3 separate regions of the Capsicum annuum genome follow, and all the other regions are linked to region 2. A link is a contact called in public Hi-C data. All regions are on one chromosome and are shown on one strand. The core of a region is the stretch at or near the end of the contact, and the rest is flanking DNA. Distances in the headings are between cores, read along the strand shown.

Evidence for each region. A called contact is a pair of places that touch in the nucleus more often than the background predicts.
Region 1: a contact with region 2 is called in a Hi-C map of placenta, with 2.4 times the contacts expected there. The contact joins the enhancer-like site here to the promoter of LOC107876829 in region 2. A contact is called at or near these places in 2 of 5 Hi-C or Micro-C datasets (leaf and placenta).
Region 3: a Hi-C map of bud shows a contact between it and region 2, with 2.8 times the contacts expected there. The contact joins the enhancer-like site here to the promoter of LOC107876829 in region 2. A contact is called at or near these places in 2 of 5 Hi-C or Micro-C datasets (bud and placenta).

What each region holds. Positions count from the first base shown.
Region 1 is chr1:111,694,590-111,699,226 of UCD10Xv1.1, reverse strand. It overlaps LOC107876837 (beta-glucosidase 40), which reads right to left. Exons shown (of 13, transcript XM_016723675.2): 2 at 1,382-1,448; 3 at 990-1,048; 4 at 626-701. Among protein-coding and RNA genes, the nearest start is that of LOC107876837, 10 kb to the right of the region's middle. Within about 2 kb of position 1,761, at least 4 of the 5 cell types and tissues checked have an H3K27ac peak or open chromatin away from gene starts, as enhancers often do. A contact at or near this core is called in leaf, where this site is marked.
Region 2 is chr1:111,835,640-111,840,206 of UCD10Xv1.1, reverse strand. LOC107876829 reads left to right here and starts at 2,527. Exons shown (of 2, transcript XM_016723672.2): 1 at 2,527-2,686; 2 at 3,042-4,567. The coding sequence starts at 3,134.
Region 3 is chr1:111,601,086-111,605,600 of UCD10Xv1.1, reverse strand. It overlaps LOC107876847 (a long non-coding RNA gene), which reads left to right. Exons shown (of 6, transcript XR_001676075.2): 4 at 112-262; 5 at 998-1,074; 6 at 1,635-1,888. Among protein-coding and RNA genes, the nearest start is that of LOC107876847, 7.6 kb to the left of the region's middle. Within about 2 kb of position 3,005, at least 5 of the 5 cell types and tissues checked have an H3K27ac peak or open chromatin away from gene starts, as enhancers often do. A contact at or near this core is called in bud, where this site is marked.

The DNA.
Region 1 (4,637 bases), core at 512-3,011, 140 kb after region 2:
ATTGGGAACAAGTTATCCCGAGATTAGTTATCTCACCATAAATATGTGATAACTTATCCCATCACTACGGCATAAATGATGGGATAAGTAATTCCTTACGTATCCCATCAACCAAACATGGGATAAAATAATCCCATAATTTATCCCGGGACTATTAGAACGTATACCTCACTCCAAACGCTTCCAGACTCTTATATAACAGGTTTAAATATAAGTTAAAAAAATTCCGCTCATGTTGTTAACAGCAAACCAAACAAGTGTACCTTTGGGGTCGTTTGGTGTGAGGTATAAATAATCCAAGGGATAAGTTATCCCAGGATAAATAAAAGATCGTTTAAATTCCTTGTTTGGTTGGAGGGATTAATTCATGGTGGGATAACTTATCCCACCATTTTTTCCATAGTGATGGAATAACTTATCCCATATATATGGTGGGATAAGTTATCCCGGATAATTCTGGTATTAGTTATTTCGGGATAACAATTTCCCAACCAAACGACAATAGCTAAATTAAAGGGAAAATGCATAGCATTTATTGAATTTGGTGTATACATCATATGGAAATGCTTTTTAATGAATTAATATTATGCTTATTTAACCAGTACGAAAGGAAAGGAATATTTACTAGGGAAAATTCTGGCCCAAGCAATAGAAAATCTATAGGCATCCATTCCCATATCCTTCATAAGCTGTATATCTTCCTGTTTAAAAGAGTGGGAAAAAGTACATTGGAATTATGTGATGTGATGGTTAATAATTTTTGTCTAAATGATCCAAAAGTGTAATAGGGGAATTGATTTTTTAGGCCAACTTTTCCTTTTTTTGTTTTATGACAATTTAAAAGAGATCTTTATTTTTATACATAAGGAAACTTCATTTTCACATATAAGAGATACAAGAAAAAAAAAAATGTATTCATTTTGTAAGTGGCCCAAATTAAAATTTCTCAAAAAATTAGTGTGGTATTTATAAAGTTTGAATAGATTTACCGGGTACCGATGATAATGATCCACGGCTACATCGCCGTTGCTAAAATCAATTACTTTACCTGCAAAATCCAACCAATTTAGCAATAGTATTTAGTAGACGTCTCGACACGATAAATTTTATGTTTTTTTAGAAAAGAAATTGATGTTAAGTTGAAATATATATATATATATATATATATATATGAAAGTCAAAGTTGTGTTTGTGCTAAAAATTATGTTTAACTTTTGTGAGTAAAAACTTTTAGAATTCTTAAATATATTTCTAAAATTTTGCATTTCAAATTTGAAATAACACTTATTAAAGTATTCCCCAACTATTATTTTAAATAATCACAATTCTCTTTTGAAAAAAAAAAAAACAAATATTAGTGGGGAACTGCACAAAATTTTACCAAACGAATGAGAAAATTTGTCCCATATAGTTTGACCTCTTCCATCCTCCTTCACAGCTCCTTCAAACTGCATCCAACATATTACATATCATGTCATAAATATAAATGAGTTATTAAATGTGTGAAATTAGGAGGAATATTAAATAAAATATATCCATACAAGTTAAAATGTATACTGATAAATTATAGAGTACAAACTAATAAAATTAGAAAAAATTAAAATATACTACAAGAGAAATGCTTAATAGAGACCAACATTTAGCGATTGAAAATCTAGTCAATAAAAGTATATTTATAGGAAAGACATTGTTTTCCGGTCGCTATTGGTCTTTAGGGACCAATATCTCTATAGCTACTAGTAGTCTTTTTTTGGTTAGTGATGGTATTATTATATAGCTTTGTCTAGATTTAAACCTAAAGTCTTATTTTTCATATTTTATGTGATACTATATATTAGTATTCACAGAAACGTCTTAACTTTTCTTTTGCTGTGATTCATTTAACATTTTTTCAGATATTATAATTAAGATATATATATAACGGAGGTAGTAACACGTTAGCCAGCATACTCTCTATTTGCGTGTCCCCTTTACACTTTAATTATGGCTGAGACAAAAGCAAAATTAGCACAAATAACATCTTTTTAATCATTATAATGAAAAATATTATCTTGAAATTTGAGATTTCACAAGTAGAATTTGATTAAAATTTATTTATTTTCGATGTTTACATCAAGCAATATAATATATTATGGTGAAGTGATTTAATGAAATAAAAAGGCATAATACATAAATATAACCCTAAATTTGACACTAAATTATAACTTTGACCTTAAACTTTGATAGTGCACAAATAGGACCTTTAACTATTTAAAACCTAAATAAATATAACCTCCGATTTTGCAACCCTCATGCGTGAGTTTCACTTGCGCTTATGTGGAAAGGTAATCCAATCACACGATGCCACGTCATTAAAAGGGCTGACTTGGAGGGACTTTTGATCGGAGGTCATATTTGTACAATTTTGAATAGTTAAAGGTCATATTTGTCTTTCATCTGAAACAACTTCGTTTTGCTTTTTGTGTTAAAACGGCGTCGTTATTATTATTATTATTATTATATTTTTATTTTTATTTATTTGTGTCGTTTTGCTTTTTGTGTTAAAACGACATCGTTTTTATTATTATTATTATTATTATTATTTTATTTATTTCTATAGCAGCAACACCTATCTTTTTTATTAAAAAAAAAAAAAAAGAACAGCCACTAGCAAGGATCGAACCCGCGCAGTAGGCTGAAGGAAGCACCCTAGAAGAGCAAATAACACCACTGGGCTATCTAAGTGTCTTGTATCATGTTGTTCAACATTAATATACGTACATAAGTATAGATTTTCTATCTTAAATATACAACGTAATTTTTTATCGAGGGGGCTCGGGTGAACCCCATGGCAACCACGTAGGCCCGCCCCTGCGTTAATTTAATAACGTTAATTTAATAGCATTTTAATAACATTAATTTGATAACGTTAATTTAATATACTACTACTACTATCCTTAATAATGTTTTAATAACATTAATTTAATAACGTTTTATTAAAACTATAATTTTTTTATTATTAGTATAATTTCATCTTTAATTTAATATTTAAATAAATTATATTTAGATATATTATATAACTTAAATTCGTCCTCTGCTATATAATATATATAGATACCCGCGCGATATTTTCAAATGAGGCTGACCCGCCTAATTAACAAATCTTCAATATTGCTCTTTTTCCACAATGACAAAAGAAATTAGACGTCATTTTCATCTTTGAGACGAAAACAATGAAAAAATAATAGTGAAAAGTCATTTAAATATATAAGAAGGAATTAGTAAGGGCATTGTAGTCATTTTACCAGTTTTTTACTATTGAAACGCTTTAATTTTAAGCTGGACGCACCCAGTTTTGTGTGTTGAATACGTGTTTTGCCACGTAGGATTGGACGTCATATTTGTGCAGTTTTGAATAGTTAAAGGTCATATTTGTGCACTGTCAAAGTTTAAGGTCAAAGTTATAATTTAATGTTAAGTTTGGGATCATATTTATGTATTATACCAAATAAAAATATATACTAACTACCATGAATAAGTGAAAGGATCAAAGAAGTCTATATCAACGTAAACATTTGATACAAGTAGATTTTATCATAAACTTTATATTCCATGGAATAAACGAGACATCAAAAAGTGCTTGGTTTAAAACTCCTAATTTCGTGACATAACTTGAGGAGCCTATATTAGCCCCATCAAAAAGTGGATTTTGTTGATCGGAGTAATTTTGACCAAACAAACTTCTATCAAGTGTGTGCGGTGGGGTGAAAGGAATATCAACTTGATGGTTTTCTTTAACGCTTTTATGTTTAATTAGGAATATTTATCTTTTGGAAGTTGCTAAATGGCCATAAATGTATAAAGATAATATTAACCTTTTACTATCTTCTATATATGAAATTTAAATGCAACTAAAATTTTTGTTGGGTAAATTATAACTATCATTAAATGTGAAAGAAAAATGTTTATTTAACTTTAAAATAGGAGACCCATCAAACTTTACCTTCTACTCATTCTCACCGTTCCCTTTTTCATGCTTCTCCCTCTATTTCTCTTGAGTCTTTTTTTTTTCATCAAATTTTAAAACTAATTTTATTATATATTGATCTTAATTCTTTAAAATATTTTTGAGTAAAAATCGTCAATGATTAACTAAATTTTGAGCTTATCACATAAATGTATTTATTTATTTATTTATTTATTTATTTGTTATATAAAAGTCATTCAATTCTAAATTTTATTACAAAAGTGTTTTTCTTAAAATACTAACTAGGCTTAACAAATATAAATAATATTATTTTTATAATGTGTCAATATTTATTAAGTCTAAAATGTTTTGAATTTTAATTATCATTATTGAAATATTTTCAAATTAGACTTATAAATTATTTAAATATATTTTAAATTTATTAAAATATAATAATTAATTAAAACTATTTAATTAGAGGTCATATTAATAATGAATATAAGTAATATTCACAGGTTATCAAATTATTGTAACATAGAGGTACAAAATTACAACAATAATATGTCTTGCTATCTTTAATTGTTGTTAACTAGGGTCCACACACGTGAACTTTATGATTTTCATGATTTCTATAATGTGTCAATATCTATTATGTATATAATGATTTAGTTTTTGACTGCTGCTAGTGAAA
Region 2 (4,567 bases), core at 1,278-3,777:
CTCTGAAATATTCTTTTACAATTACGCGACTGTGTTTGCTACGAGTGTTTAGTTTGGATAGAGATTTGTATGCCAAAGTAGTGAATAAGGAATATATTAATAAGAGTTCTTACGAGAATTGATGTAGACTCACAAAATATATAGGAAGAGGACTTAGGGGTCATTTGGTGGAAGGAATAAAAAAAATAATCTTAGGATAGAGTTAAGAATTAACTATATCTCATATTTGGTATAAAGTATTACTTAATTCCGAGATTATTTTATCCCATCATTTATACTAAAATAATGCGATTACCATCAAAGGATACGTTGGAAGCCATTTTCTATCATGCCAAATAGACTCCCCAGGTATATATGTATGGACATATGGATGAGTCCTAATATAATATCAAGCATAAAAGATCATATTTCATACAAGTTGGAGTGAAAAATAATGTTGCTGATGGGTCAAAGTTTCATGCCACTGGGGTATTATGCATTGAAGTGCACTTGGCCTGACAATTTCTAATTATACTTGGATTGTTCTGAAAAGTTAAAGTCATTAACGTAAATATCAAGTGTTAGTAGAATATGAATTTGTGGTAACAAAGTATGTCCATTATATGAGTATTTATATAAGTACTATATATGGGTATAAGTAGTTATAATAATCTTATGAATTATTATTGTTATAAAAAGTTGATTTCTTATATGATTACGTGTAACAAGTCATTAAGAAATTAGAGGAAAAAAATACAAATTTGGAGCATGAATGCTCAAAAAGTTTTTCGATAACATCCAAACAAATACAAGTGTTCAATATCCTAAAATATGACTTAGTTATTATATTAAAGCTGATATAAATTATGCATGATGAAATTTAAATTTCAAGCTCACAACAAAGTGTTCTATAATTAACTAAACCTAAATTCTGTATCTTTATGGGTTCAAAGATGCTCACTTACTTTTAATTCAAATATTAATATGTCAATGCAATATAGGAATATTTATATTTTCATTTAAAAGAATGTGATAAAATAAATCTACGAGCAAAATATATGATAAATTTAAAATATTATTTAATTTGAGTTCTTTTCAAAGTCATTTATATTATCTTATATGGTTATAAACTTTTGATTTTGGAGTTTAAGGACTTTCTATTAAGGAAGGTTAAACAAGACTTTGACTCCTAATAAATATTAATTATCACGTTCTTTTTATTAGGATTTGCTTTAATTTTCTACCATAATTAAAGTTTTTTTTGATGTAAAATATTTTCTTTTCTTGAAAATATTTCTTCCATATTTGATTAGTCCTTTTGGACTTCTATAAATTGAGGATCTTTTCTTCCTACAAATAATACAATAACATCCATAAGTAAAGAGTTTTATTTTGGAGAGATTTATTCACTCTAGGTTTGTATTTGTAAAATTAGTTTTTCAATATGTAGGTCATTTACTAAAGCATATTAAATATTATGTTATTTTTATTATAATTTTTTTGTAATCTTATTTTGTGAATGTTTGTAATGTAAATTTCGCATAACGTCATGTTATTTTAATTTCAACTTTAAATATTTTCTAGGTTTATGAGTATATTTTTGCTTATAGAACTTTATGAGTTAGAGCTGTAATTTTTGTTAATGGATCTTCAATTTTGTGATTTTCTGATTTGTTTTCTTATGAACAAAAATATTTATATTTGTTTGTGCTTGGTTAATAGAATGATTGAAAATTTTCTTATGTGGGTGTGGACATGTATTAAATTATAACGTATGTTAATACCTCATGAAAATGATTATGAGGTAATTTTTTATTTTTCTTTTTTTGTGTGTTAGAAAAAATTTCCTATCAGTTTGAGTTTACATTTTTAAGTTGCTACTCAATTAATCATAGTCACCATTTACATGAATTTGCAATCTACGTTAAAGTACACATTAAAAAATTAATTTAAATAAAAAAATAATTGATCATATAGTCCTAGATTAAGTGACATGAAAGACATTATGGTTACATATGCATTAAATTAAGTATATGTTTGGAAATACCATAGGTCCAAGGATGAGAGATTGAATTAAAATAAATCTAACAAACAAAACGAGTTTTAACTTCTACTATTTCAAAATCTCAAAAAAAGTAATTTTTTTTTAAAAGTACTTTTGAGAAAAATACATTTAAAAGCAATTTTAAAAGCTTAATCAAATACTGATAGTTAGTAAAATACTAATAGTTGCTCTGTCTTTAAATTTATTAGTCAAACGCAAATTATTTCTCGTCGAAAGATACACATCGAAGTAATTTTATAAAATTAAACTCATTGAAGCAAATTACATGTGTGAAACGCATATACGAAGACTAGTATTTTAATAAGTTGTTATAACTTGCAATTGCTATTAATGTAATTATCTAAACGTATTGCTAAAATTTGTAATTTTGAATCTATTAATACTATATGGATAATTTTCTCTATAAAATTTCCTAAAACTATGCAAACACTTCTTAGGCCCAGGCCCAAGCCCAATATTCCAGAAATGCTATAAGGACATCAAACAGCGTGTCATATGGAACACACTCAAATCAGCATTGTGACGCGTCTTTCTCGGTGAAAGTGTCTTCGGCGGTCACAGGAGATGTTCACGCGAAGAATTCCTTGCCTTTTCGTGCTCTAAACAACCATCTGTGGTCAGATCTCCTCCCAACCAACCATGGTATTAAATGGAAAACATTAAAATAATCTTTGGTTTATCTTCTTTCGTTTTTATCTTTGATTCTATTATCTGGTTTTTCAATGTGTTACTTCTATATCTGTGATATAATTATTATTTTGATTAGCTACATTAATGACTAGATGATTGATTTTCTTGTTTACCAAAGTATCAATTTTTATTTTTTCCTTATTTCACTTTTTCTTTAATTTGCTCTTTGTGTATCTATGGTATATAGTCCACCTTGGAATTTTATTCAAAAAATTGGTTTTTTGGCATTTCATTTTTTGGATTGAAGATTCGAAAAATATTCTTACATTTTTCTAAGCAATTTTAGGGCATGGTTATTGTGGAACAGGTTAGTTGAATGGCTGATGATTGCTTCTATTATTGTTGTTTATTGGTCAAATTGTACATGAGAGGAAGGGTTAAAAGAGAGGGGTATGGTAGATGGAGTGCAACAAAGATGATGCTTTGAGGGCTAAAGAAATTGCAGAGCGGAAATTCTTGGCTAAGGATTTTTCGGGAGCGAAAAAGTTTGCTTTAAAGGCCCAGAATCTGAATCCTGGACTTGAAGGCATTAGTCAAATGTTGTCAACACTCGGCGTTCATATTGCTGCTGAGAGCAAAGTTAATGGTGAAGGAAATTTTTATGGAATCCTTGGTGTTAGTCCCAAAGCTGATGATGAGGCTATAAGGAAACAATATAGGAAACTTGCCCTCATGCTTCATCCTGATAAGAACAAGTCCATAGGGGCCGAAGCTGCGTTTAAGCATGTTTCAGAAGCATGGAGTTTATTGTCTGATAAAACGAAGAAAACAGCATATGACACCAGAAATATGAATGCCTTGCAGCAGAGAGTTCAGGCTGAAATCGCGGATTCTTCTCAACAATCTACGCAGAATGGTTTTCACAAATTTGCAAAGAATGCTGCTTCACGAGTGAGGCCTCCTAAGTGTAGTACCAGTAAAAAGAGTTCTTCATTTGGAACAAAGGAGCGTGGTACATTTTGGACTGTTTGCTATCGGTGCAAGATGCAGTATGAGTATATGCGGATGTACCTTAACCATAATCTTCTGTGTCCCAATTGTCATGAAGCCTTCTTTGCTGTCGAAACAACGCCACCATCCAATGGCTCAAAGAAGTCTACCGACTGGGATTATTCTCAGCAGCAAGAAAACACATACCACCAGGGAATGAAAAAGGATGCATCAACTACAGGAAGAAACAGTTCAAGATCTCCAAATTTTGTGTCGTCTATGGTCAATAACACTGATTCTCCTGATCAGAATGACTTCCAGTGGAGCCCATTTTCTAAAACTGCTGGTCATGCATCTGCTGTACAAGCCGCTAATATGGTACAACAAGCATATCAGAAAGTAAAACGAGAGCGTCAAGAAGCACAGACGGCGACGAAAAGAGAGGAGGCATTAAAAAGGAAAAATCATTCGTCCAAACGGCCAAGTGCACCTTTATCAGCTGGACAGTTTAATGCTTTCAAGAGGAAAAAAGGCTTAAATGATCCCAGCCCAAGTAGGCTCAGGCATAGCTGGGAATCTGCTGGAGGTAGCACAGCAAGTCCAGCTGAAGTTCAGCGGGGTAATAGTGAAAGGGTTAAGCTGAATGTCACTAACCAGTTGCGTAATGGAAAGGAGGTATCCTACAATGATGTCAAACATTTACTGATGGAGAAGGCCAAGAAAGAAATATTGAAAAACCTAAGAGATCAGGGCTCAGCTACCTTGACTACACCTATGTCTTCAAGGGAGGTAAGTTTAACCAAGGAAGCTAAGGAGAGAAAAAATGTAGAAATTCATGTCTCTGAGTTTGATGTCAGAGAAAATCATAATGCAGTTCATAAACAAGTTGCAATTAAAACCAAT
Region 3 (4,515 bases), core at 1,756-4,255, 240 kb after region 2:
TTATCTATATACTGTTGAATTAAATAATTAAATCAGAGTTTTTAGATTGTTTGTGAACTCTAGCTCTATTATTCTTCAATGTCAAATGCTTATGGACAAATATTGGCACAGTTTTTGCAGCCATAGAAGGAGAGAGATTTTTTCTAAATCAATATTTTTTCAAGAAGGGTAGCTACAGAATTTTTCATAGCTAATTCTAGTCAAGATTGAGGGCACAGAAGCAGTTGTGAATTTGGCGTAATTCCTTTACAACTTTGATCATGTATGGTCTCTCTTCTCCTTGTACTATAACTAACTAGTCTTAATGCAATGGGATTAAGGCATCAATCACTAGTGTAATTTACAATGAAGCTTCCTGATGGCCCTCTTTGTACTATAGGATGTGTATTGTAATAGTGTTTTTTCTCTTCATCATACGTGTCTACTGTTCTTAAATCCAATAATGCATCCATCCTAGTCTATAAGGAGTTGGAAGCTTCCTGGTGTTTGTGCACTCTACTATAACTATAGCTTGTGCATTTAGTTTCACTCAAGTTGACAAAAGATCCTCTATAAGAAAGTTTGCATTTGCTTTAGCGTCTCTTTTCAATATTAAAATCTGAATCTGAAGGATCCACTGTGTAGTCCATATTGCAATCTTTTAAATGTAGAGTACTCATTTTCCATCCAGTTAATAGCTGATGGAGAACAACTCTGAAGCTATAGACGTCAATTTTTTGAGTAAAAATACAAGCTTTTTTATTATTTGCAATTCTTTATGGATCTCTTTTATTGTCCAACATAATGTGTGCATTCAAACTAACTGAAACTACTTCCAATAAAGCCAAAATTATTATCAAAATTAACTTTATTCGAAAATATTGCTTTTGCTTTCTGTATTATGTAGTGATAATATGTTATCTCAAAGAGATGTCATTGAACGAGATGTTACAATGAACATCATTGCACAACTACAACATTTAAATCTAGGATTAACACTTGATCCTAATATGCTAAGATTCAATGTGCATTCGTCAGGAGAAGAGACTGCTATTCAACCAATAAATCGTCCATCTATTGGTAGTAACAATCAAGGTCAGTCTCTATTTCTTCTTCTTCTTCTCATCTCTTTTTCTTATTTTTTATTGGTTGCATCTGTTGACGTGATGGCCCCTGATATATTTTTAACCAAGTCATGTTGTATGCCTCGTAGTGTTGTAAACTTTCTTGGTCTAGACATTACTATAATCATGTCCCCAACCTTATAATTCATGAGATAATGTCTGTGGTCTGCAAATTTTCTAATCGTTTTGGTGCCTTTTCTAAGTAGGACTTAGCAGTATAAAGCCACTCCTGAAATAAGCCCCTAAACTCTTCCCCTTGAACATAGTTGGTATTGAATGTAGATTTTATATGCCTGCTGGCTTGTGAATAACTGGAATTATGTCTGTCTGGTAGACTCATTATATTATATGTTATATGAGAATCTAGATATGACTAAGAGCCTGACCTAATCCTCCCGATGTGAACTCAAAAAATGCTTGAAGTAGAACTTCAGTGAGGCATTGACCCATTATATCATGCTGCAGTGTGATTCTAATCTTTTTATGTTGTCATTTAAGTGCTAATTTATATTATTTGTTCTCTTTTTATAGGTGTCCAAAAAGAAGAAAGTGATGAAGACATTGACCTTCCTTGAGAAGATTTTTCGGTTGTGAATAAATGCTCTAATATCAATAGTTTTGTGTTGAATTTCTTGAAACTTATAGCGACTCGAACTTGCTACTATGTAAAAATTTAACTAATCATTTGAAATTGATTACATTTTTCTTTTGAGTTTAAATTACTAGCTTGTCTCATATTTTGAATTATGAGATTATTAATGAATGATTTTGTTTTGTGATGTGTATATATTGTGTTATAATTTGATACGAGTGATTATTTATATAAATCATTTCAATTTAATAACATATGGCAACAATCGTTTCAATAAATCATTGCAATAGGTAGTCAAAAAATATTACAACAGAATAACAAAAGTGTCACAATAGATGCTATCGCAACAATTTAATGTCGTTGCATTAGAATCTATTGCAATGGTTTGTAACCGTTGTAATAGAAGAAAATAGGCGTCCCAATAAGTAATGAAATAGTTGTAATAGATACTCAAAAAGCGTTGCAACAAAATAACAAAAGCGTCGCAATAGATGCTATTGCAACGGTTTAATGTCGTTATAATAGAATCTATTGCAACGGTTAGTTACCGTTGTAAAAGATGAAAATAAGCGTCTCAATAAGTCAAAAAATAACCGTCGCCATCGCTCGACCTATGACGACGGTTTCAGACAACCGTCGCATAAGCCGTTGCCATAGACCTATCGCAACGCCCACATATAGGACGCTTGCTGAATCATTGCGGTAGAGTTATGGCAATAATTTTGTTGTCTATTGCAACGATTTTGCAACCGTCATCATAGGGGTAATTTTAGTAGTGAATTTGGATTTTCAGACTGGATTTCTTTCCAAGTTTCAAATAAATTTTGTCCTAAAAGATTATTCTTATTGATTGATCTAAGGCCAAAGCCAAGCCAAGCAACAACAACAGCACGGGGCACCTATTGGTTCTTGCCTCACTTACCAAGTGGAGATGTGTTTCTCAATATAATAGCATGAAAGTTTATTTCCCCACCAATATGGAAGAATTTAATAGATTTTCCTCATTTTGAGCACACTTTTCATTTTAGTGTGAACTCACTTTCCCTCCACTATTCTCCCTCAATTTTCCATTCAGGCATTCAACTTGACCTAACAGGAACAACGTTAAACAAAAAGCTTAAAATAGAGAGGCTTTTGTAGTTAAGCTTTATTAATAGTAAACATCAGGTCTTTCTCAGAATACGCAGAACCCCAATTACAAATCGGTGACTACATGACTATTTGTAGTATGGAGCATCCCCCGTCAATTTTGCCCCCATAAGATCTCTACTCAACTAAGATATTCACAGTTGCATAACAACCTGCGAGAATCTTGACATCTTCCATGATCGACGAACTTGCAAGCTTATCTCATTATTATCTCGTTCAACTATTGGTAGGCGGTCTCGTGTCCTCGAAGCTAGATAGTCCTTATAGGCATAATATGCCGGTCACGATAGTATCAGCTCCAGATCCTTTTCAACTGGATTGCCCTTTTACCGGTCTTATTCAGAAGATATAATTCAATGCTATCTTTATTATTAGGCTGCTTTAACTAACTATATATTCGTGCTACATATCACTGCATTATTTGTCCATTAGCCAAAAATTGTTTTCTCCCATACAGTCTAATCATTATTTCCTTTCCTCTAGTTTACCGGTAAAAAATCACAATAATAAAGAAGAATAGACGTAAGAATTAGAGAATGGAATTATTGAAAATTATTTGCCTACACATATTCGAAAGAAAGCTAGCTAATACTACTCCCATCCGTTTAAAAAAGAATGAACTAATTTGACTTGACACCAAGTTTAAGAAAATAAAGAAAACTTTTGAATCTTGTGGTGTTAAATTAAAGATATGTCTAATGTACCAAAATACTCTTCAATCTTGTAGTCTTAATTATGTCACATGGAAAGTTGAAATTAAAAAATTGCTAAAAAAGGAAAGAGATCATTCTTTTTTAAACTGACTAAAAAGAAAAGTAGATCATTCGTTTTTAAACGGAGGAAGTACTATTTTGCGTGTGAAATAGCCTATGATTTTTAAATATATTTTAGAAAACTGATGACTGGTTCCTGTAGCAGTGCCTTGCAAGTTTTGGAGCAGTAATATGGATGAAATATCTTTTTGTTAATTTTCTACACATCTTAATTATGGACCCATATCACCCTTGATATTTGACTAAGTTTTGAATATGTGATTATAATCTTATGGTATTGTTCGATCTACTATTATATATGTCAAGTCTCATCTGACAGGTCAATTCCCACCATACTTCGTCCCAATAAATTCATATCTAATTAAATAGTATTACATAAATTAAAAGAGAAAAAACCACAATTGTGCATCATTAAAAAGCAACTTAGTGTACAAGAACTGTCTACATTAGGATGGTTACATATGCACTATCCCTAACTAGTCTTATAAAAGAAACGCCTAATCTATTTGCTTATAGCTAAAGCAAATAAAGGACGCTAAAAACACGAGTGTCAATGTTACATATTTTCTTTCTTGCTCGTTTAGCTTGAAGATCGCTAACTCGGCCACCTTCATCGAGCTACTCGTTGCTAAATTTGAAAAATAAATAAGAAAATAACTTATATTATTAATAACTGATTAACCACTCATCCAAACTTTGTTTTTTTGGTCGATTTTATAGTAAAATAATGACTTCCGTAGAGAGACAATTTGGAATTATAATATGTAGCTAGAATGAAATTGATTACATTCACGGATTAATGGAGAGCCATCTTCTTTAAAGTTTTGTGTAGAACAGTACTCGCTTGAAAAGGAAGGATATAAATTAATTTAAGTCCAACCACTTACCCAAAGTTTAC